Linked DNA regions of Mus musculus: all the other regions are linked to region 4. The links are chromatin contacts, called in public promoter capture Hi-C maps. All regions are on one chromosome and are shown on one strand. Each heading gives the region's core, a stretch centred on a gene start, on an enhancer-like site or on the middle of the called end of the contact. The rest is flanking DNA. Distances are from core to core; before and after follow the strand shown.

Region 1 (3,262 bases), core at 266-2,765, 2.3 Mb after region 4:
TGGTGCTCTTGCAGGGGACCTACCTGGATTTGGATCCCAGGACCCACATGAACCATCCTGGGGATCTGTGGTGATTTTTTTTTTTTGTGGGTACCAGGTATACATGTGGTCAACATACATGCAGGCAGGCAAAAGACCCATACACATAAGAGAAATAATAAGAAAAGCCTAAAGGCTCAGAAGAGGTTAATAGTCGAAGATCAAACATACAGGGTGGAGACATTATTAGAACAACGTTTTTCTTTCTGCCAAAGAGAGTGGAAATCAGCACATGAGTGGAGCAAGTAGTTTTCAAATGAGCAAGGGTGTCAGGCTGGGATGGAGATGTGAGCAGACAAAGGGTGCTAAAGTCACTCTTTTCCTTTGTAAAAGGATTTTTATTTTTATGTCTATGGGTGTTTTTCTGCTCTTAGGTATGTGTACTACTTGTGTGCTGGAGGAGGCCAGAAGAGGGCATCAGATCCCTCAGAACTGGAGTTACAGGCAGCTAAGAGCTGCCACTGGCATGCTGGGATTTGAACCTCACCCATTCCTCCGGAAGAGCAATCAGAGATCCTAACTAACTACTCAACCACATCTCTAATTCTTCTTACCATCTCTGTTTCTCCCTCTTTGTTTCTTCCCTTCCTTCCTTCCTTAATTGTGTGTTCTAGGGGTTAGAAGGCAGGGAGGAGAGGAAGCAAGAGACACAGAATTAACAACGACAGAACCTTGCAATGAATCTTTTGGGAATGAGAGCTCTGATCAAGAGAAAGTTAAAAAAAAATTGCCAGGTAGGGGATGCCAATCAATAGAAACTGGAGACTCTTTGTAGTGACTTTGAGAGTCTCCTTCTACAACCCCCACAACAGATGCACATTTAAGAGTCTAGGGACTGTTGAAAAAACAACAAACTTCTTTGTTGTTGTTGTTGTTGAGAGTCTTGTTATGTATAGCAGACTGCCCTGGATCCTGTGACTGAGCAAATTTTGTGTTTTGAGACAGGTTCTCCCCATGTAGCCCAGCTTAACTCTGAACTCACTACTTGACCCATGTTGGTCTCAAGCAATCTCCCTGAGAGAGTGGGAGGGATGCACTTCTATTCTACGTAGGGTGAGGGCTTGTCGTGCAGCTGTAGGTATGTCAAAGAGGGTTCATCTACGGGAAAATGGGGACGTGTCTGTCAGAGCGCTGCGATGTTGCTGTGGGCACCGCACAGAGTAAGTAGGGAAGGAAAGGAGATGCTTGGCTCGGGTACCGCTGCGTCCATCACCCAGGACTCTACAGGAGCACAGGGCGGGAGGCCCAACCCTCTCCCCAGCTCGCAAATTCTAGTAGACATCGAAGCTAGTGCACCAGGAGACTTAGTAGGGACGCCTCCGGTATCCATGGCGACTGAGCTAGGCGCTAGTAACCACAGCGGACGATACAGCTCGGAGAGGATCCAGAGCCGCACCTTCTTATCCCGAACGTCGACCGGGATGACCCGGAAGTCTGTGTGGTGATCCGGAAGCAGATCCAAGCGACAGCCCCCCAGGAGCCACCGCCCCCTCTTCGCGGTGCTCGTGCTTAGTGCTGCGTGGAGTCCGGCACAGCTGGGGCTGCCCGATGGTCCCCAGCTGGCGGAAGCACGGGCGGAGGGAGGATGACCTCTCCTTGGGGTCACAGTGCGGACCTGGCCCGCTTCTACACTGTCACCGAGCCCCAGCGACACCCCAGGGGCTACACTGTCTATAAGGTTACCGCACGGGTGAGTTTCTGGATAGGGACACTGGGCGGGGCACGGGCTCCGGGCTGCGGCTGGGTGCGGCGAGTGGTAGGTAGGTTGGTAGGGAGGGATGGAGACTCGGACAGGAGACCCTAGACAGTACACAGGAACTCCAGGCAGAGATGGGACTCTAGGTTCGAGATGTTGAGGACCCCAGGCAGGAGATGGGATCTCAGAATGGAGATGCTGGGGACCCTTGCCAGGAGACAGGACTCCAGGATGGAGATATTGGAGACCTCAGTCAGGAGAGAGGGACCCCAGGATGGAGATGATGGGAACTCTAAGCATGAGAATGGACTCCTGGTAGACTGGAGTGCAGGCTCCATAAGGGATGCTGGGCTCCACCAGCCATTCTGGGGTGGAACACTGGTGGATGTCTTTAAATGGATGACCTAGTCCTCTGTCCTATGTGGACTTTCTCTTGAAATGAAATTTGCAGAATTGGGCTGGTGCATTCCAGAGGGAAAACACACACTTAAAAATGTTAGTGGGTGTGTTGTGGGGCTTATGTAACGGAAGGGACGTTTCCTCTTCTCATTCAGTGGCTGGCTTGCCGTGAGGCAGGTAGAATCTTGGGAAGATTTCGCTGTTAAGACGCTCGTCTTGGATCTTTAGCCTTTGCTTCTGAGTTTTGATGAGTCTTTTCAGGAGACACATGTGTACTTAAGTGAGACTTGAGGGTGGTTGGTGTGGCACAATGGCTCAGCAGGTAAAGATGCTTGCTGTCAAGCCCGAAGAACTGTTTTCATTCCCTGGGACCTACATGGTGGAAGGAGAGAACTGACTCCTGCAAATTGTCCTCTGACCACTGAAGGTGTCGTCCCCCCAAATAAATAAATGGTAATTTTTTTTTACATAAATTCACTGTTCCAAATTTAGTACTGTTTTTCTTAAATTTTGTTGCCTCAGCTTAAGTTTTGAGAACTCGTTTTCCTGGGAAATGAGAACAATAACATGAAATAAGTGCTTATGTGCACTGCTGTGTGTATGCTGGGCATTTTGTACAACTTCATGATGAGGAAGCAGATTCAAGGAAGTTTAAAAGTTTGCTAAAGTTTCTGTTGCAGAGCAGTAGCAGCTTTGAGCTTCGGGACCAGTTCTGCTTAACCCACGATGAGGAAACTCAGTTGCTAGTGTTAAGTCTTGAAGAAGAGGGGTATTGACGGAGGGGCAATAATAATGTTAATAGTGCAGTGAATATTCAAAAAGCACTCAGGAATCTGCCCTGAGGAAGCTGAGAGAAGAGATTGGGGTAAACTGAGCTTGGGGCATGCAAGGGGCTGGCAGCATTTGGAGATGATGCAGAGTCAGACAGATGGGAGTGTGTCGCTGGGTTGAGCAAGTTTCTCAAGACAGCAAGAAGACCAAGTTCTTAAGAGTAGGGAGAAGTTTGCCTAGGTCAGTGTTGTGTACGTGGGGTGTGAGTAGCAGTTTTTTCAAAGAAATGTAAGGAAGTGAGGAGATTCTTGCTAGGCAATCTTGAGACCTCTTTGGTCATTTGCGATCTTTGGTTTC
Region 2 (3,389 bases), core at 720-3,219, 2.1 Mb after region 4:
TCACTACGGCCAGATAAGTGACAAACAACAGAGAGTGGCAGCCTCTAGAGAAGTGCAGGGCTATGCAACAGTAAGTTGTCCCCAGGAAGGGTTCAGGATGGATGGGGAAGTCAAGGAGGACTTAAAATACGAGATTGTTTGAAACTGTTGTCAATGGGCACGCCTTCTGTACCACTTCTATAATTAAGAAGTAAGCATAAATAATGACTGATAATTATGAGCTAGAGTATGTATTCTATACTAGTATCTTATAAAAAGGGCTGTGATATAGCTCAGTGGACAACACTTTGCTAGCAAGAGCAAGGAAGGCTCTGCTTTCAATTCTTAGCACTAAAGGGAAAAAAAAACCTATTTTATAGGATAAGATTCTTACTATATTAAACTCTTGAGGACATTTAGAAAACAAATTGTCTTTGAAATACTCATTGCTGTTTCATCTATCATTTAAGAATGTCACTGTGTTTCTCAGTCTTTCCTAGATGTTTATCAACAAACCTTCTCTACTTCTGATTCTCTTTAAGATCTCATTCAACAAGCTATTAGAGGTGAAGTCACATTTGTCTATTCCTACATGTAAATGTTCTCATTATCTTAGCATTTTTCTATAATCAGATAAACCCTCTTAGTTACAGTCATCTCCCAAGATAACTATTAAAAACATTAAGTGCCGTTTCTCTCCTTGCCTTACTTCTAAGGAGAGAATAACACAGGAGCTACTATTCCCAAAACTGGGGTATAAAACTACAATCCAAGGAAGGTTTCTTCATTATTCTTTCCCTTAACCACTGTTGTTTTAGTTTTTGATGCTGACAACCTCTATATTTACTCTGCACTCTTGTCATTGGTCATGAATGTGCTGTTACAAGCTTGAAACTTTCCCCTACATATAGGCTGTTTATCTGCTTGAGTTAGCAGTCCTTCGATCTCTAGTGTCTTTTCCCAGAAACCATCATATTCAGGGGTACACAAAATATAGGAGAAATAAGTGTGTTCTAAGGGTTTATGGGTGCCGGGGGAGCAACAGGATGCACAGGTTCTACGTAGCCCTGGCTTGTCTGGAACTCACGGCGTGGACCAGACTAGTCTCGAACTCACAGAGATTTGCATGCCCCTGCCTTCCGAGTACTTGGCATACACTGTCATGACCAGCTCAACTAGAACTTGGTAAAATTTAACACCAAGACAGCTTCTTCATCTATTTTCAACTTAAAAAGAAAATGTTTTCTCCCCGAATCCACACGATGTTATAAAAACAAACAAAAACAATAACAATGACCAAAAACCTAGCCAGATGACTGACTTCAAGGATTATCATTTCCTGGAGAATTCCTCATACCAACCAGCAAAGTTGCGCTGGCCCACAGGAGAGCGACTTTGTCTTTACTGCGCACTTAACTACCAAAAGAAATGTTTTGTAAAACACAAGATTTGAAAGCTTGCTATGAAAGCAAAATGTGATGCCTTGTTTATACGTATAGCGCTGTACATGTTCAAGAATATGGGTACACTTAATACCGCCTGCTTCTTAAGATTACATACGTGTTCGCCCTGTATGTTCCTGACAGGAAGCAGCACCCAGGCGGCACTAGCATCTAGTTGCCTTCCCTGGCATTTCCCAAGCCAGTCTTGGGCATCGTTCCATCTGCGAAGGCCTGACATGGGCCCCGAGCCAGAGCCAGGATGCGCTGGGTGAGGACCGGGAAAGAGGGGTCCGTACCCACTGTGCGTCCCGCAGCGCGAGCTCGCGGACGTCCTCCGGCAGCACGGCCCCGAGCTCCTGCACGAAGCGACCGCACATCTCCATCACTTCCATCACCGCCCTCTTCAAGGTGCAGCGCACTCGGAAGTCCTCTAGGGGAGAGTCTGCTGCCGTGGCCTGAGGGTCTGAGGCGGCCTGGGCATCGTGGTCCTGCGGGGCGGAGACGAGCACTGTTTCAGAGACAGCCGCCATCTTCCCGGTTTAAACTAAGGCGGGAATCGCTGAGACCGGAAGGATGCTTCCCTCCCTGGAACGCTCCTGCACGCGTCCGACTGGAAACCCGATCCGCCGCCGCCGCAAGGTTCCGCCTCGGGTTCCGCGGCCCCAGAGTTCCGCCGCCTGGCTTGCAGTCGAGAAGCCTGCAGGAGTAGCTATGGGTTTGGGGTTAGTGGACTGTCACTGCCATCTCTCCGCCTCGGACTTTGACAACGTATGTGAGGGGGACTTGGGGCTTGCGGGAGTCGGGAGGGCCGTGTCTCCTTTCCCGCAAGTTTTTCTCCCCCAAATCCTCAGACCGTACCTAGTCTATGGCGACCCTTTCGAACCAGCGTCCTGGAACTGACATTCCTCATCTTACACGGCGGTTAACTATTTCTATGAAGCTTTAGTTTGTCGTCTCAACACCCCTTTCTCCTACCACTCTTGAGGTGTGCTGATCCATCCAAGCCCTTAGCAGAGGTTCTAGTTCTGGCCCGGCAGAGGGACAAACAAAAATAATAACACTTGATGGAGTGAATGTGTAGGGATGGAAATAGGTTTTACCGGCTACATTGGGGAAAGTGAAGAGGAAGGAGAAGTAGGTGCCTTTTTCTTAGGAGGTGACGCTTAGGGTGTGAGTGTATGGTAGTGATGAACACCGGCAGGTTGTAGACCTCCCATACATTATAGAATTTGATCTGTTTTAGTTAACCAGCAGCTGGAAACACTTAATAAAGGAGAAATTTCCAGGAGCTGGGAAGGGTAGGTCAAGGTCAGTAAGACATTTGGATTGCATTAGATGCACAGTCTTAACCCTTAAAAGTTTAAAAACAAACCCATTTTAAATATATATAGAGAGCGAATATTCTGAAGACAAATTTGCTGCTGAGTGGCAAAAAGGTGGAGGAGAGAAAGTGAGAGCATTTAGGAAACGTCTCAGTTTACAGACAAGAGCTGGTAGAAGCCAGTACAGTGAGAATATCATGAGAATACCATGTACTCAACAAATTTTAGGAATAACACCAACAGTACATGCATGCCTTGGATAAGAACAGCAAGGGGAGGAAGAAATCGAGCATGACTTAGATTTCAGTTTGTGCTTCCTGTAAGGAAGATGGTGATGGCCTTTGCTGAGACGAGAAAAGGTTTGGGATCAGAGTGGGCAGGTGGGCAGCTGGAAATCCTAGTGGGGGGATATTGGTTAAGTCTGATCTCATCCAAGTGGAAAGATTAGAATACATAATCATTTCAAATGTGAGTCGTGGGTCTTGGAGAGAGTAAAAACTCTGTAAGTTGGAGATTCAGCATGGTATCAAAAACCACGAGAAGGGGAGGATATAGCTTAGTGATAGAGATCTTACATAGTGTGGTCGAGGATGTTAAACAAACAAAGGAAAAAGGCAGAATCCCTTAAGGCAAGTGGAAAGAGAAC
Region 3 (3,273 bases), core at 724-3,223, 2.2 Mb after region 4:
GAATTGTCTAGACTAGCAGGTCAGCTCTGGGATGCCCTGTCCCTGCCTCCCCGGCATGAGGACACCTTCCTTACCTTTCCATGGGTGCTGGGGATTCCAACCCAGGTCCTTGGCTTTGTACAGCAAGCCCTTAGCTACCTGAGCCATGGCTCCAGGTCCCCACACTTGTATTTAACAGACATGCTACTCTCAAGTTCTCACAAAGCACTGCCTCCTACTGCATTATCTGGCAAAGTGTTAGGGTTCTGAGGACTATACTTCTGGGGTTTGTGTCTCAACATCTACTATCACTAAGGTTTGCTTAAGTTGTATTAAGATTTTGTTATGCTGAATTTCTTTATTATGCTATTTTTCATTAGAAAAGATAACCTATATTGTGTACTTTAAACTTAAGTACTCTCAAACTATTCTCTAAATCAACCCTACTGTAAATCTTTAAGGTCACAACATGGGCACTATATCTTGCAATTGACCCCGAAAGTCATTCAAAGGGATTTCAGCACTTGGATCTTGTCTTGTTTTGTTTTTAAATTTAAAAATTTTGAGGTGGCCCATGAGTTTGATCCCAGCACTCAGGAGGCAGAGGTAGGCAGATCTGAGTTGAAGGCCAGCCTGGTCTACACAATGAATCCCAGGACAGCCAGAGATACAAAGAAAAACCCTCCTTCTCTAAAAAACAAACAAACAAAAAACCAAGACAAAAACCAAGTCCAAGACCATCAGCACAGGCTGGTGGTGTCTCTAATTCTCCTGCCTCCACCTCCCCAGTGCTATAACGGTTTACTTTCTGTCTTGAAATGTTTCTATACTGCAACCTGCACAGTGACGCTTATTCTTTGGATTGGCAGTTATTTATACCACATCTTTTTCTTGTAAGATAGTGAGCTTTTGAGGGTTCGAACCTCAGTATTCTCTGAAAGCCCAGTCTCCACCCAAGGGCCAAGCACACAGCTGGTACTCAGAAAATGCCATAGCACAGGAACCAGGAATGGAGTGGGCAGATCCCAACGGCTTATGTAACGACAGTGTGCTATTTCCCACGCGTGGTACGATATAGTTTCAAAGGTTATACAAACCACTGGAATCTTAATAACTAAGTCCTCAAAGTTTATAGGAGAAAAACATAATCCGTACATCCAATTTAAGATTCGGTGGATACTACTTGGGGTGACATTATTAGAGGCTGCATGTACTGTGGCGCTTTAAAATTTCAAGTGAGTTATTTTTTTACTTTTGGAGGCGGAGTGTCACGCTCGCTGCCTAATCCAGGCCAGCCTCAAATTCATGGTTATCCTCCCGCCTCGGCCTCCGGGGTGTGGAAAGTGCAGGCGTGAGCCATCACGCCAGGCTCTCAAAGAGTGGATTGAAAGAAAAATACCCAGGACGGAGCAAGAACTTGAGTGGCGGTGAAAGTTGGCCTCCGCGTGACCGACGCTGCCCAGCCACCCCGGGGCGCGCAGCCTCCCTCCGGGCGGGGCCCTGCGCGCGGGCGGCGGCGGCGAGCGTGGAGGCCGCGCGAGGCCCGCAGGATCCCGGAGGCCGCGGCCACCGCTGCTGCCCGCCCGCGCGTTACCTCTCCCCGGGCGCCGCCTGGCGCGTCCCCGCCGCGGACCCTCTTCCTCCGCCTTCCTCCCGCGCCCCGCCGCCCCGCCCCTCCCCTCCCCGCCCGCCCCTCCAGGTCCCTCCCTCTGTCCATCCCGCCGGCCGCTCGCCACTGACCGGCCTCGCCCCGCCACACAGCGGCCGTAGCCCCTCCTCACACAGCGCCACGTCTCCATCTTGGCTCTCTGTGAGCGCCCAACGCCCGGGCCCGCGGCTGCACCTCAGCTTCGGCCGCTCGCCGGGTCCTACCGGATCCCCATCACTCGGCTCCCGGCCGGCCGCTAGGCATGCTGGGAGGAGCGTCTCGCCGCAGGCCCGGTCACCATCTTGCCTTCTGGGGCAGTTCCTTTAAGCAGTGCGACTCCGGGCATGCGCAGAGCGTGCGCGGACAGCCATTTCCTGGTAGGGCGGAAGGCTAGCGCTTGACGGCTTTCTTAAGACATAGGAAGGAGCAGGAGCTGCGTGAGACCTAAAGTGTATTTACGTGGTTGCGTAGATCCAAAAGGTAGATTTCCACGTTGAGGAAATACTATTCTGTGGGTTCCCGTAGAACTTTATAATTGATTTTGTGCAAATCTCAGAGAACCCACTTGTACATTAATTAGTGCGTTGATGATCCGAGTCTGTCAGATCGAGCGTAGCTTTCTTGGAAAACATAAATGGAGAAGGGACAGCGAGAATAGCGAGGCAGAGGGCACTGGAAACCAGGGTCGCTGCTTGCTTAGTTTCTTTGGTAGAGCTGTGTAGCTGTGGGTAGTAATTTCTTGGGAAGTTTTGTTCTTTTCCTTGTGTTAATTTTGAGAGATACTTTATCCTTCGTGTATATCCTTCTCTTTATCTGCAGTTGTTATATTGTGTAAACATGTCAGGAATGCTGAATTAGCAAACTCTGAGGAAAGCTAGTCTCTGATTGCACACGCACACTCGTGAGTGTCCTTAGACAAAAGTCTTGTGCAGTCCAGGCATTCGTCAAACTTATCTCACATGCCTGTCTGAGCACTGTGGTCACCAGCAACGTACTGCCATACTTGGCTTCGGACCACATTTTCATCAACCAATATGAAGTCTTGTTTTATGCATGTTCCTTATTTAATTTATATTGTCACTTCATTAACGTTAAACTCTGTCCAACAGTCTTCTGATACATACCTAATTGAAGATAATTTAGTACACATATTTTCTCTATATTACATCATTAACTTTTGTCACCTCAGAATCTTGCAGCAGTATACTTGGGGGGCACTTTTAATAGAAAAATCAGTAAAACTGTGGGAAAGGGACACTAAGTAGTCGGTAGAAAGGTTAGTTTTTTACGGTCTGAAAACTCAAGAGGGCAGAGTGCCTTGTTTAACCTCAGGGACAAGCACACTAGGCAACTAAAATTTGCCTTTCTCCTTGTTGGAGAAAAACCAAAACACTGTGAGGATTGATTTGGACATTTTAGGTAGGTTTTAGGGAGTAGGCAGTTTACAAACGCAGTGTCCACAAATGGGGGCTGACTGCTTGAGGTTTATACTGTCCTATTTTCTAAGGGTGATCACAATGTTGTTGTTAGTTACATGTGGCCAGTAGTGTCCTATATGCCTTGTTCCATAATCACATTGTAAGTGACTTGTGAACAGTGTCCATGACTCCTGTTCAAATCTATTCAACCTAGTACTCTACTGACTA
Region 4 (2,922 bases), core at 14-2,513:
TACAGTGCAGAGATTCCAGTCTGAGGAATGTAGCCTGGTGTAGGAGACTCCCTGAGACACATCTTTCTTAAGTCCTCGAAAACGTGTGATGACGTCAGCTATGAGAGATTTCAAGTCCGGGAGCTGGTCCACCGACCGGACAGAAGGATGAGGTTGGGAGCGGGAAACGTCCACGAAAGCTACAGTACCAAGCAGTGTCTGTTCCAAATGCTGACAGGCATACTCAGGACTGACAATAAAGTTATTCTCTCCAATCTCAAGAATGTGAAGTCCTGGCTCCAGGAAGCCCAGCCCCTGTAGTTCCTCCAGATAACTTTGGAGCGCCAATACTCCTGCAGAGTTGCAATCATAGAGTACAGCTGGCTTCAGCCCGCGGGCCACAGCCAGCACCTCTCCTGCCAGGTGAAGGCAGGTAGCTCGAGGTGGGCATTTTCTCTTGCCCATGCCCAGAGTCTGCTGAGCAGCTGCCACCAGCAGCTGAGGGCTTGGTGTTGACATAAGATCTGGAAGTTACATGACATATGGCCTCCTTAGCTAGCCACAGTTCCTTTCCCTGGGCCACACACAGTTCAGCTCCCAGCACTTGAGAAAGATCCTAGAAACAATATGGTAGGGGGAAATCGTTAATACTGTCAAGATGGGGTCACCAATGCTGCACCCCATTTCTCTGGCAGACTTAAGTTTACGAAATCGTCCTTCTAGTCACATTTACATTGTCTCTGGCTTCGATTCTAACTTTTACCTGGTGCAATTTATGCTCTGGGATTCAAACCTTACAGCAAAAGTTACCACTTCTCCCAAAACTGTCCAACTGGGACAGAACTCTGGGCTCTAAACTTCAGCGCCTGTAAGCTCTCCATTGCCAGCTCCTCAGACAGATCTCCACAGAGCGCTCACAGCAGCCTGATCAAACCAGCATAAGCTACAACGCGGAGTAATCACCGCCTCACCCTGCGACACTCAGGTAAGAGAAGCCGCTAGAACTGGGGCACGAGCCAGTTTAACACTTGCTGGACCCTCTTCCCTTCTAGGAAGGCACGCTCCCACCGCCACACCTACCCACACGTGCCTACGCGGTGGTAGACTAGTTACAAAAGGAAGCGCTCTGCCTCAAGACACTCGGCTAGCATTTCCGCCGCAGGTTCGGGGGCGCAGGAAGCCCTTCCGCCTGCCCGCCAGCGGCGTAGTGCCCTCCCACGCCCCACACTCGGTACTGTGAAAACCCGACAGTGTGTGCAGAAGCCCAGGGAAAGACAGCCTGACGTGCATGCGCACTGGCTTACTCCGCCTTTCCGTGACGTCATTTGAAAAGCAAACGCAAGCCAGAACCTTTGAAGAGGCTGCGGACGGAGTGGGAGGTAAAGCCACCTTAGACCCGCCCCTTCCGGTAGAGCCCCTGCGGGCGGGCCTTGCGAGGCGGAAGTGGAAGTGGGGGAGAAGCCGCTGGGACCGCCAGTTGTCAGTCCGCGGAATAAGGGACACCTCTCCTGTGGGCAATGCTGTAAAGCTTTATTTTGTATTATTATTTTTTTAATGTACCTAAATTCTGAACTTGACAGGTATGCCAAGGCCATGCATATTCACTCCTTTTTTAAAAATCGCCTTATTGTGTGGGCGTGCACAATGGCGCCCTGTCAGCTCTCGCTTCCACCTTGTAAGAGGGTCCGAGGTACTGAACTCAGGAAGCCAGCCTGCTGAGCAAGTGCCATTAACTGCTGAGCCAGTACTGTTGTACTATGTGTTGCAGGGGCTGGCCCGGAACGGGACTTCTCGTTCTCTGGTTTATGCCGCGTTGGGGATTGAGCTCTGGAATTCACGCGTGCCAAACACTACTAACTGTATGTCTGCAGCCTGAGTATTCACTCTCAGTGTGCCGAGGTACTGCATTGTACCTTCTTCATGGAGCTCAAAGCCCGAGAGTCCAGTTTGCTGATCATCTTATTTTAAAAGATTGATTTTTATTTCCATTCATAAGTTTGTGCAGGTGCCCAGGAAGCCAGAAAAGGGAGTAGGGTCACCTGGAGCTGAATAAGTTAAAAATATTGTGAGCTGCCTAACACGGGCTTTGGGAACGGAATTCAAATCTTTGGGAGAAAAAGCAGGTCTCATCTCTACAGCCACACTGTTGTGGTGGGGATTTGTTTGTTGAGACAATGTCTTGCTATGTATTCCTCAAACATGACAATCCTCCTGCCTCAGCCTCGGAAGTTCTGAGGTTAGAGTCTACCCTAATTGAATGATACCTCAAGGAGTTATCTATACCTCAAGGAGGATGGGCAAAACTAAGGAGGGGAACACCATCTAGGAAGCCAAAGGTGAGTTAACATCCTTACTGGCCGCTTCAAGGCCACCCATGCCCCTGACCATAACCTCTGACCCACTGCTTTGTAAGTAAACCTAATGGACTCCTTGGTACCCCAGATTGAACTTCGGTGGAACTGTACCCTCATCTGCCATTAGGACCTTAGAAAGTGCCTTGTTCCTTTCTCCAGAGAAGTCTTACAGCAGATAGGAAGGTCAAATGTTGACATAAGGAATTTGCCTATATCTTCTGTGAAGGAAATCTTAAGAAAACTCTAGCCTGGACAAATGGCCCCAAGTTATGGGCAGCAAAATGGAGACCCAGACTGGAGGTTTTACAGTGGTGCTATGCTGGTACCTTCATACCAAAAAGGACCAGCAGTGTGTTAAAGACAGACAGACAGTATGTAAGGAGGATCAGTTTGTAGGGCCTGCCAGTCTAACTTAGGTTCTCAGCTCAGGGGGAGTCAGTACTAAAAATTGATAGAACCAGTACTCTAGCTTTATATTTTTTTCTTCCCAAGTTTATTTTACGTTCTCATGATAGTTAGCAATAAATCTCCAAATTGAAAGACGTAGGTCATTTATTACAGCACAAATATCTTAGAACACACTGTATCA

The links. Promoter capture Hi-C pulls out the DNA fragments that hold promoters and counts their contacts.
Region 1: a promoter capture Hi-C map of hematopoietic stem and progenitor cells shows a contact between it and region 4, with 4 times the contacts expected there. The contact joins the promoter of Rps6kc1 here to the promoter of A130010J15Rik in region 4. A contact is called at or near these places in 1 of 39 promoter capture datasets (hematopoietic stem and progenitor cells) and 1 of 9 other capture datasets (liver).
Region 2: a contact with region 4 is called in a promoter capture Hi-C map of pre-B cells, with 6 times the contacts expected there. The contact joins the promoter of Nsl1 here to the promoter of A130010J15Rik in region 4. A contact is called at or near these places in 5 of 39 promoter capture datasets (the C10 cell line, HPC-7-derived erythroid cells, fetal liver and 2 more) and 2 of 484 Hi-C or Micro-C datasets (B cells and pre-B cells).
Region 3: a contact with region 4 is called in a promoter capture Hi-C map of pre-B cells, with 9 times the contacts expected there. The contact joins the promoter of Angel2 here to the promoter of A130010J15Rik in region 4. A contact is called at or near these places in 4 of 39 promoter capture datasets (the HPC-7 cell line, erythroid cells, liver and 1 more), 1 of 484 Hi-C or Micro-C datasets (B cells), 1 of 115 datasets of contacts at active chromatin or transcription factors (large pre-B cells) and 2 of 9 other capture datasets (liver and macrophages).

The regions. Positions count from the first base shown.
Region 1 is chr1:190,910,023-190,913,284 of GRCm38.p6, reverse strand. It overlaps Rps6kc1 (ribosomal protein S6 kinase polypeptide 1), which reads left to right and starts at 1,515. Exons shown (of 15, transcript NM_178775.4): 1 at 1,515-1,729. The coding sequence starts at 1,625.
Region 2 is chr1:191,061,601-191,064,989 of GRCm38.p6, reverse strand. It overlaps Nsl1 (NSL1, MIS12 kinetochore complex component), which reads right to left and starts at 1,969. Exons shown (of 6, transcript NM_198654.3): 1 at 1,718-1,969. The coding sequence starts at 1,951. It overlaps Tatdn3 (TatD DNase domain containing 3), which reads left to right and starts at 2,080. Exons shown (of 10, transcript NM_001357166.1): 1 at 2,080-2,189. The coding sequence starts at 2,133.
Region 3 is chr1:190,927,205-190,930,477 of GRCm38.p6, reverse strand. It overlaps Angel2 (angel homolog 2), which reads right to left and starts at 1,973. Exons shown (of 9, transcript NM_021421.4): 1 at 1,720-1,973. The coding sequence starts at 1,778.
Region 4 is chr1:193,171,918-193,174,839 of GRCm38.p6, reverse strand. It overlaps A130010J15Rik (RIKEN cDNA A130010J15 gene), which reads right to left and starts at 1,263. Exons shown (of 2, transcript NM_181048.3): 1 at 1,060-1,263; 2 at 1-595. The coding sequence starts at 498. Irf6 (interferon regulatory factor 6) reads right to left here. Exons shown (of 8, transcript NM_016851.2): 8 at 2,804-2,922.